Linked DNA regions of Lactuca sativa: region 1 is linked to region 2. Evidence: chromatin contacts called from public Hi-C data. All regions are on one chromosome and are shown on one strand. Each heading gives the region's core, a stretch centred on a gene start, on an enhancer-like site or on the middle of the called end of the contact. The rest is flanking DNA. Distances are from core to core; before and after follow the strand shown.

The links. Hi-C and Micro-C count contacts between places; a contact is called where the count stands out from the background.
Region 1: a Hi-C map of seed shows a contact between it and region 2, with 6 times the contacts expected there. The contact joins the promoter of LOC111904745 here to the promoter of LOC111904744 in region 2. A contact is called at or near these places in 2 of 4 Hi-C or Micro-C datasets (leaf and seed).

Annotation. Positions count from the first base shown.
Region 1 is chr3:201,667,793-201,673,255 of Lsat_Salinas_v11, forward strand. LOC111904745 reads left to right here and starts at 3,486. Exons shown (of 5, transcript XM_023900474.3): 1 at 3,486-4,106; 2 at 4,896-4,932. The coding sequence starts at 3,805.
Region 2 is chr3:201,395,016-201,400,540 of Lsat_Salinas_v11, forward strand. LOC111904744 reads right to left here and starts at 4,025. Exons shown (of 9, transcript XM_052769468.1): 1 at 3,684-4,025; 2 at 3,106-3,461; 3 at 2,851-2,976; 4 at 2,293-2,412; 5 at 2,109-2,210; 6 at 1,938-2,027; 7 at 1,792-1,850; 8 at 123-273. The coding sequence starts at 3,408.

The DNA of each region.
Region 1 (5,463 bases), core at 2,236-4,735, 270 kb after region 2:
CTAGCAATGTGCCCCTCCTTGCCACACTTGTAGCAAGCACCAGATCGATACGCCCCCTCATGACCCTTGCCGCACTTTCCGCAAGTGCGGCCCTTCGAACCTCCTTTGCTCGCATCGGCGGACTTTATCCGCTTGGCTGCCGGCTGGAACTGAGCCGGTCGCCGGTCCACCCGCTGAGACTCGGCCTCCTCCCTGGCCTGGGTCTCCAACTCGATCTCGCGCTTCCTGGCATTCGCCTGAAGCTCGGCAAAAGTATGGTAAGTGGAGTTTGACACAAACTCCCGGATATCCCTCCTCAACACTCCCAAGTACCGGCTCATCCGAGCCTGACCAGTGGACACCAGCTCGGGGCAGAACATCGCCCTCTCATGAAACTTCCGCGTGATCACCGCGACAGAATCAGTACCCTGCTTGAGGGTTAAGAACTCCTGAACCAATCGTTCCCTCTCCACCGGGGGAACGTACTCATCCCTGAACATGGCAGTAAACCCCTCCCATGTCACCGCTGTAGTCTCTGCCAAAGTGAAGTTTGCCGTCACGAACTTCCACCAGTCCTTCGCTCCCAGACGGAGCTGGTTCAAAGCGAACCGTACCCTCAGGTGCTCCGGGCATGAACAAGTGTAGAAGCACCCCTCTATGTCCGCGATCCACCTCATCGCAGCAATCGGATCCTGCGTCCCATCGAACTCCGGTGGCTTCGTGTTGCTGAACTCTCGGAACAGCAACGAGTCACCCCCCTGTGGCCTAGCAGCGGCCACAGCTGCAGTAGCTGCAGCGGTTGCAGCCTCAGTCAATGCGGCGTACCGCTCATCGAATGTCTCCATCAGAGTGGTCTTAATAGACCCAAACATCTCCGGGATCTCAGCCCGGATCGCTGCCGCCACCTCCTCGTGAATCATCTGACGAATCTCCTCGTCACTCACACCACTCGTACTCGCTCCGTGGCGTGGTCTAACCATGATGTCTCTGAAATACAACATAAAACTATCAGAGACTCCATCGAGTGTAATCGCACTCGATAACGCAACCCTACTCAGTCTCCGATATCCAGGGATTCGTACTTGGGTCTCCCACTGACCCGGTGTCTTCGGTAGTACGGGCCCAATACTACCGACCACACCGCATCAGCATTCATCCCAAGTCCTCCTCCCCAAACCCCGGATAGTGAGTACTCTACTTCTGATATGCACTATCTACCCGCATACTAGCAAAGCATCTCATATCGGCAAACTTCCCTAGACTAAGGCATCACAAATCAGGCCACTCTAGTCCTATCATGGATACCTAGTCTTCTAGCATGCATAACAATTTATATCATATAACATTGTAAGGTATTTTGGGGATCTTTACCGTTCGGGCGCTGACTGATCGTACACACTGCTTCTTTCTTGCTTACCACAAAACCATTTACAAAAGTTTATGCCTTTATTTAAGAAGTCTTCCTCAAATCCTCGGTTTGAGTTCAGTTACTCCCGAAGGTGCACCCGAATCCCTCAAACCAAGGCTCTGATACCAATTGTAACAACGCAAATTTTCAAACAAATTTTTCATTTTAAAAATAAGGTATTTCCATTCAAGACAAGGCATAAATAGTTTAAATATTCTGTCAAGTACAAATAGTCAAAATCCCAAGATCATAAAAGCATTCTTCAGTGTGTATCGATCATGCCGGCGCCTTCCCACGGTCCTCGCTAGTACCTGAAACACATACATAACAACTGTAAGCATAAATGCTTAGTGAGTTCCCCAATATACAACTTACGCACATACGCCTTTCCAGGCCCTGACCTTCCGGTCCATGTGTCTCAGGGGACTTCCGTCCCTGCTGGGTAAACCTTCCGGTCCTACCCACGCCGACCTTCCGGTCCATCACACAACATATCGCCTTTCGGCCCATAATATAATCGCCTTCCGGCCCATGACATACATAGCACACATATAACAAATAACTTACCACATATAGCATACATATCACATATCATATCCGACCTTCCGGTCACACAGTCAAACCCTTCCGGGTACAGTATAGTGAGAAGACTCACCTCGTAAATGCTGAAAGCTAGCAAATCCTGAAGTCACTCGTGCACAATCCGACGAGCTACAACCTCCCTATAACATCACATATCTCTCATTAACACTTATATCTTCTAAGTGTGACTATCCCTAAGAAGTCAGACTTAGGTCAACTCTGGTCAACGGTCAACAGTCAACTCGACCGGACTCGGCGAGTGCCATGGCGACTCGGCGAGTCTAGACGTTCTCCAACTCTCTGAGAGTCCCTATATACTCGTCGAGTATCCTCCTTGACCCGACGAGTTACTCCTGGAAGAATCGCGGGGCCACCCCGACTCCACTCGCCGAGTCTGAAGAACAGCTCGACGAGTTCCACTCAATCTCCAAGCTACTCGCCGAGTCTGTTCATCGGACTCGGCGAGTCCATGCCATGCAGTCGATCAAACTGCTTCCTGAGATAAGTTTCGTCCCGAAATACACAAGCATGGGACCTACTGGACCTCTAAAGGTCCTAATACAGGGTTATAGTCGTTGGATAACAAGGTACTAATTTATCTAATCACCAAATGGGTTCCATAAACCCTAAATCCATGCACACATCAACATAACAGAAGGAATCCGAAATATTACCTGAAATATGCACTCTCTGTGTCCCCAAACCGCAGAACTCGAATCCCTTGCTGTTCCTTTAGCCCAAAACTCTTCTCCTCCTTGCACAACAATTTCTTCAAAGCCCTAATATCCTTCAGTCTTGCTCTAGATGCCCACAGCCGTTTAGGGTTCTTCTCAGTCGACTAAAGACGGAAAATGACGGCCTATAAGTGCATTATATACGACCCAAACCTGAACGGTTAGGGTTTTCGCTAAACCGCGTAGACTCGTCGAGTCCATATCGGACTCGTCGAGTCCAGTCGCGAACCCGCGACCAAATCTGCGAACCTACTCGGCTAGTCTTGGCTCCAACTCGCCGAGTCCCCTCTTAACTTACCCCAAAAACATAATTTAACAATACCTGAGATTCCGGGCTGTTACAATTCACTTGATTGGATCGGATGAAACCGATCTATCCAAACGAACACCCCTAGTAAGAAGGCGGAAGTGACATGGACCTTGTGGCTCCACGTAAGCTATGCCAAATATGTTTAAGCACATAAAAACCGGTTAATAGTTTGGTGATTTCCCTATTTAACAAGTAAAGAGGACTTCATATCTTAAAAGAAAAACACTATGGAAATTTGAAAACAAAAATGAAAACTTTACAAGGCTATACTATAATGATATTATATATTAAAATTTTATGAATTATTAAGTTGACATTTAAGTCTCACAAAAAAAACTTAACGGAAAAGATGAATAATTGTGGATGCTATAAATAATGATAAAGTGCTTTGATTCTTTTATATAATTTGAATAAAAACGGATAGAGTAAAAAGTGAGGGAGATTGGATTCAAATTTAATAAGAGAAAAATTGAATTTTATTTAAATATGGAAAAAGAAGGTGATAGCATCCATGCGCAGAGAGCAAAGGGTGCCCCACTCCCACCCCCTTTCATGGCCTCGGCTCCCATCCCAACAGCCGTCCACCTCAAAAGCTCCCTCAAATATCATTCTCTTCCTCACCGCAATTCAATAAAATAATCGCAGTTTTCCCCTTTTCTCCGATGATTTCCGGGGAACATTACAGTCTGCCACCACCATTATTCAATCTCATCACTTCATCTTCTTCATCGATCAACAACTAACTTCTTACACCACACAAACACTTGTGTAACGGAAAGAGATAGATCAATATGGGCGGGATGACCTCATCCATGGCGGCGAAATTCGCATTTTTCCCGCCCAATCCACCTTCGTATAAGCTAGTTAAAGACGACCTCACTGGTTTACTCCTTCTCAGTCCTTTTCCTCACCGGGAAAACGTCGAAGTTCTTAAACTAACCACTCGTCGAGGATCGGAGATCGCTGCTGTGTACGTGAGACACCCTATGGCTACTTCAACTGTTCTGTATTCTCATGGTAACGCCGCCGATCTAGGTCAGATGTATGAGCTCTTCATCGAACTCAGTATTCGGTTAAGAGTAAATCTCATGGGGTACGCTTTTCTATCTCAAAACCCCTTAATTTTACTCTCTCTACGTTTTCTCCATTTCTCAATTTCCAGATTTGGATACACATTCGTCGCTGTCAAGCACTGTTTTATTCATTACTAAACCCTAATCACTTCGAATTACACATTCAATTTAGTGATTAAGAAGTTATTTGCATTCCTAGATCTCATGGTGATTTGCTTCTTGTGTTCTGTTTATGTCAAAGATATCTGTTTTGATGATTGTCTCCTCTAGTATTCTTTCGATTTTTGATCGGATTATTGTTTGTGTCTTCTAGGGTTCTTTCAATTTGAGATCAAATCATTAAAAAAATGTAAAGTACTAATCCAATTTCTACCTTTCCATTAAATCTTGAGTTATATTCAGTGCATTTCTACTGTAGATTATACTTTTCATTTGATTTAAGTTGTTATCAAGTTACTTTTTTCTAAATCCTTCTTGCAAAAACATACTTTTTTGCAATTCCATTTTATTCTACTTTGTTGTTAATCATAAACTGCACGCTAGAATCATCCTTCAACATTATCTTGTTCACAATCTTAATCACTTGATCAGGAGTAAATGACATCATTAAAAATCGGTTACTAAAACTCACTTATGATTTATGATTCATGATATTGAAAATAGTCAAAATACAATGGAAATATTCACCAAAAAACATTTGTGTGATATTTATCTCATTTTCTACATCTTTCCTAAAATTTCTAGTTTTGATTGAAGCATTTACTAGGTGATCAACATGGAGATACATTAAAAGAATGTAATTTTTGCAGGTATGATTACTCAGGATACGGACAATCTTCGGGGAAGGTGAGTAAATTTGGAAAATTCATAGCCAAAATGTTTTAAAAAAAAAATTAGGAGGTGTTTGGATGCGTGTTTAATCTAATGTTGCAATAATCAATTTTGAGTGTTTGGATAAAAATATTATAGTTAAAACAACCAAAAGAAGTTGATTTGAGAAAATTGTTTATCAAAGATAAATGTAAAATTATTTACCTATTCTTAGCTTTAAATCGAGTAATCATATAATTCTGATTATTCAAATTGCAATAATAATTTTCAAAACATATATCCAAACACCCTTTAGGCTTGTTTGTTATCTAGGACATGACATGATATGACAGACAACCTTGTACTGTATTTGGATTAAAGCAAAGAGACAAAAAATTGCAATCTTTTGTCCCACCCACAAATATAAAACAAGGTGCGACAGAGACTTGCTATTGATCACATATGTGCAAAAGACGTAAATACCATTCTTATCAACAACATCAAAAAGAACGCTAGAAAGCTTGTTCGTCTAGTCATGTTCTGTCTTGTCTTGTCTTTTCCTGTCTA
Region 2 (5,525 bases), core at 2,775-5,274:
AAGATGACAATATCTTGGTGCATGCGTTTGTGTTTGGGGATGACCATGTTATAAATATTACCATTTTTCTTCGAAGGAGTAGATATTATCATTTAAGTAAACATAAAACATGATTGTATTACCTCTTGTTGTAGATCAACATCAATGTTATCACAAGATCGCTTTTCAGATGGCTTTCCCCGTTGTATAATTTCCGCAACACGATCCAAGTTTTTTGGAGGCAACTTTTCGATTAATTTTCGTAGCTTATGCTTTTCCAAAAGTGTCATGTGCCTGAATAAACCAAATTTTTCATAAAATCCAAATATTAATATCAAGTCTTAGAATGAACAAGTTTCTCTACCAAATCATAAATTGACACGACTAATTGCCATAACAGTTATTAAAATGGTTAACTAAAAGATATAACATCCTACTTTCATTTCTTCCTATTACATCATTGTCCTTTAAAAAATCTCCCTAATTAGCAATGGCATCCAAATACAAACACTTAGAAGAGTTTTCAAAGTACAATGAAAGCTAAATGCTCTAAGAGCATCTTCAATGGTTAACTTATGCTAAGACTAAAAACATTATTAAAATCAATATAAAATTTACATTTCTTATATAAATTGTCATTATATATAATAAAATGAATTAATTAGTAAACAAATAACAATAATTTAAAACAAAAATATATTTAAGGAGTAAAATGAAATATTACTAAAGAATGAGGGCTTAGATATACTAAATGTAAAAGTATATTGACCACTCAATATATATTGGCTAGTCAATAAAGAAAGCAAGTAAGTTATCTCCTCTGATACCATTTAATAGATAAAAGTAAATAGTAATAAACTCAAAAAAAGCTCCCATTGGAGATGCTCTAATAAACAAATAAATGAAAGTATGTAGCTATTTCTTGCACTTAAAATCGGTCAAAAAATCAAAAAACAGAAAAAAATAATAATAATAATTGGAACTCTATTGTATCTTAACTCATACTAAGACTTAAAGCCCTTTTTCCCAGTTTTATCCAAATATTTTCATTCTATTAAAGGTTATAACTCGTTGAAGATGAGGACAAATTTAATATTTGAACTTGACTTAAGTTTTTGAACTTATTAATTACTTTGGACTCATGGTATGATGATTGGTGAGTAAACTATTTCATTTAAACACTTGGAATATATATTTTTGATGGTTATTTACTTATTGAGTAAATTACACGAATGGTCCCTAACTTATTTTTTTAACTCGGAAGGTCCCTAGTGTTTGTTTTTGGTACGCGCTTGGTCCCTACTGTTTGTTTTTGTTACGCGCTTGGTCCCTGTCTTACCTAAAAAGACTACCATTTAAATAGAAAAAATGGTGGGGTAGGTAAGGTAAGGTGGCGGGGGTGGGGTTGGAGGTGTGTTTATTTAAATAAATTAAAAAATCAAGGGCAAAATAGTCTTTTTAGGTAAGATAGGGACCAAGCGCGTAACAAAAACAAACAGTAAGGACCTTCCGAGTTAAAAAAATAAGTTAGGGACCAAACATACAAATTATCCTAAACCATAGGGACCATTCGTGTAATTTGCCCTTACTTATTTTGTTAAGATATTGGTCATATTTAATTTTTATAAAATAATTTTTTTAATAATTTAAGGTCTTGCACCTTTTGCAGCCTTGGCTTATAAACTGAATAGCATATGATCTATCAACATATAAGCATTTGATAAGCTGACCATTTACTTTCAGCATTTCTTTAAAAAGACGTAAAAGCCCTCCATCAACAAATCAATGGCAAACTGAAAAATGAAAATTTACCTGCAACTGGAAATGATAACATCAAGAAGCTCTTCAAGTTTATCCTCCATGCACCCAAGCTGTAAAAAAACACAAATTCATCATCAAATTAGCCAAAAATAAATGTAAAAAATAAAAAATCAGAACTTCAGAATTTTTTTTTCTACCATTGCAGATAATTCAGCAGAATGTTTCTCCATCTTTTCTACAACCTTAGGACCTCTGTTTACCAGAAGAACTTGCAAATCATCATTAACCTGAAAATGGGGGAAAGAGGGGCAAAAGGGTCAAATCAAAGTAGGATTCTATAATACACAAATAAATGTCAGAATATCTACCTCTCCATTTTCTTTATCATCTCTAGAAGTTGATCCCAAAAACGACTCATTCATGTATTCATGAGAGGCATTTGCTTGTTTTAAACAATCACCACACAATGACTGAAAAAATGAAGGATTAAATTAACAACTAATAACCATAAATATCAGATAAGAACATGTGAAATATAAAAACTTCAATAACCTTGGATTCATTAGTGTTGCTTTTTTGGGTATTATTGTCCGTTTCAGAAAACTTTGCACATTCCTTATTCTGACAGGACTTATCTGATATACCCATACCCTTTTGTTCATTTGGTGTTCCCTGTATATTTCAAAATATTCAGACAGAGGAATTGGTAAGATTGAAATAAGATAGAGTTAATGTCACATAATGGCCAAATAAGTCATTAAAACAATAATTTTGTCTCATCTTTAGCCACGTGATACGATAAAAGATCTATGCTCTTCACAAATAAAAGGAAACTTTGTGATTCATGATATAATTTTAACTCTCACAATTCGGAATCTTAGCTACTAAAAACTGATAAGTTTAAGATACAAACATGGCAATGTGATATAAGAAACTATAAATGAAAATATAATTGTTTCCACAAACGCCCAAGTTCATTAATGATTCAACCACTTAATATACCAATTCGGTAACTTTTCCTTTTTCCAATATAGTTGATTAGTAATGCTTATAGAATAGTGATAGAGTAAAACAAAACATGTGTAAAGTCAAAGACAAAGAAGATGAAACCTTAAGTCTCTTTGGTGCATGATTTTCAGTCACAACTTCACAGTTTGAATCTTGAAATCTTGCACAGGTCTTTGTAGGTCCCATAAGAGCTCTTAACCGATGCATTGAAAAAACAGGGCCCAACATCTGCTTTCAAATTTTATGTAAGCAATCAAGTGATGGTGTAACACTTCATGAAAAAGTTATAAACTCGCCCAATAACATCTAGATCAAATTAAAACCATGGTGGAAAGTTATTTGAGACATATAACATACCTCATCTACTTCCTTTGTGAGGGTAACAACACTTTGGCGTAGCATTGACATCAATCTTGCTTTCTCAACACCTGAGAGCCCATCTCCTACAGCATTAGAAAACAAGGAACCAAGGCCAGCAGGAGAAGTTTTCTCGTTAGATGCGATGCTCTTATTTGCTTCTGTTCCAACTAATCGAGAAGAAGAAGGTGAGAAATCATCTCCGGAGAGCAGCTCTGATACACCGCGAATGTAGTATTGGAATAAGTCCGGCCCGATATTTGAATCATCTGAGGTATTCATGTCCCTTGAGATTTCTGACATGATCCGGATTCACCACCGGCAATGACTTTTTGTTTTCGTTTTCGATTCTTCTACTACAATTAACATGGAACACGAGCAGGGATGTTAATTGCTTGGATGAAATTACGGAGCCATGGAATCCAACCAATAAGAAAACGCATGAAACTTCAATTTGAGATACTTACAGATCTTACGATGGAACAATAATGATAGCAAAACGACGTTTGAGGAACCGAAATATAAACCCTAGACCTAACCCTAAACCCTTGAAATTCAATAATGATAACAAAACGAACCTTGAGAAACCGAGATGAAACTTCTAGGGTTTCCAACCGGGGACGTTCATCGTCGGTTCTGCATTTGTTGATTCCTTCTCCGAATTGAGGCTCGGCGAATAACAGGATGATCTGAGATTTCACGGGCTCTTTCGAGGCTTCACTCGATTGAAATGGTGATTGATTTCTCTGATCATCTGGTTCGTAAATCAAATCTAATCGGATTGTTAACTGCTCGTGGATGATGTATCAAATTGTAACGTTTAAATTTTTCCACCATGACATTAGCAGAATAGCAATAGCAATAGTCAGGTCCTTTTAGGGGTGCGTGAAGCAAGGGTGTTTGTGTATCCAAAACTAGCATCACGTATAGGTCACTTGATCACTCTTTTTTTTTTCCTATCTCTTTTTTATAAATTTATAATTTTTTTTGGTATGTTGTATATTTTATATTAGGATGGAGAGAGTGGTGCCACAAGAACCACACTTCCTCCTTGACACGTAGGAGCCACATCATTTTTACCACATAAAGTGTGGTTCTCCAACAATCCCACTTAGTGGAAACCATGATTGAGAAAGAGAGAGGTGACAGAAAAGAGAAGAGAGAGAAAAACACATAAATAAAGAGAGAGAATAAAGGGGGTTGCAACAGTTTTTGGGAGAGGTGCGGTTAAACTGCAGAGGGGGGTGGTGTTCCTGCTTATGTGGCATTGAGTGCGGCCTAAACCGCACTTCACTCCCTTAAGCCTTAGGTGTGAGACTCATGTATTATATGAATTTGTTTAAAAAAAAGTAAATACAAAATTTTAAACATTTGATAAGTTGAATTTATACGAAAAGTGAAAAATATTGAATTATAAAAATTAAAGTATTTTTTTCTTTTAAATTTAAACAAATAGATAAATAAATAAAGAAAATTAATAAATCTTTAATTTAATAATTTGAAATTAAAAAGAAAGTTCATTAATTAAATTGATATGCATTTATTATTGTATTTAAATACTATATGGAATTTAATAAAATAAAAAAAACCATAAAATGACATGTGGAATAAAAATTAATTTAAAATAACCACAAAATTACATATGACAAAATAAATGAGAATGTGACATGTGGCAAAAATATCTTTATTTATTAGGGATGACTAGATTATCATTGGTGTTAAACGGGAAAACATAAATTAAATACATATCATATTAAAAGGTGTGGTTTTAGGTGGAATTTTAATAAAAAGATGTTAGTTAGATTCATTTTTTGAGTTTTTGAACCAAGCTTATTAAATAAAAATATTTAATTATATTAGAGCAATTTGATTATTTTTTAATATAGTAACTTTTAACATCAATGATCCGCGTGATCTTTGTTTACGACTCATTGATTAAAACATGTTGTTTAGTAGCTTTATAAATTGATTTTGTTCGGTGTACCAATCCCCATGAAGGCTCACATAGCTCTTTTCATATTGGCCATATAAAACCAAAAGCAACAATAAGTTATTATATGTACCAGCAACGTTAACTTCTATTAAGAAATTCGATAAAGATTACATTTAAAGTGCATTGTCATAACCATAAACATCAAATTCAAACATTGTAATTTGGTTAATTTCTAAGTAGTTTTTCCTTAATCATCAGGTTGCGGAAACATGAGTGGATGCACTGCGATCAAGTCAGACTCATCCCTTTCGAACTAGAAGTACCTGAAACCATAACCATAGAAACCATAAGCACAAAGCTTAGTTAGTTACCCAAAATACTACATACCATACATATAACCATATAATGAGCCCCGCCTGACATCGATCCCCGCTCGGAACAGATCTGTCAGTCATCAGACCCCGCCTGACATCGGTCCCCGCACGGT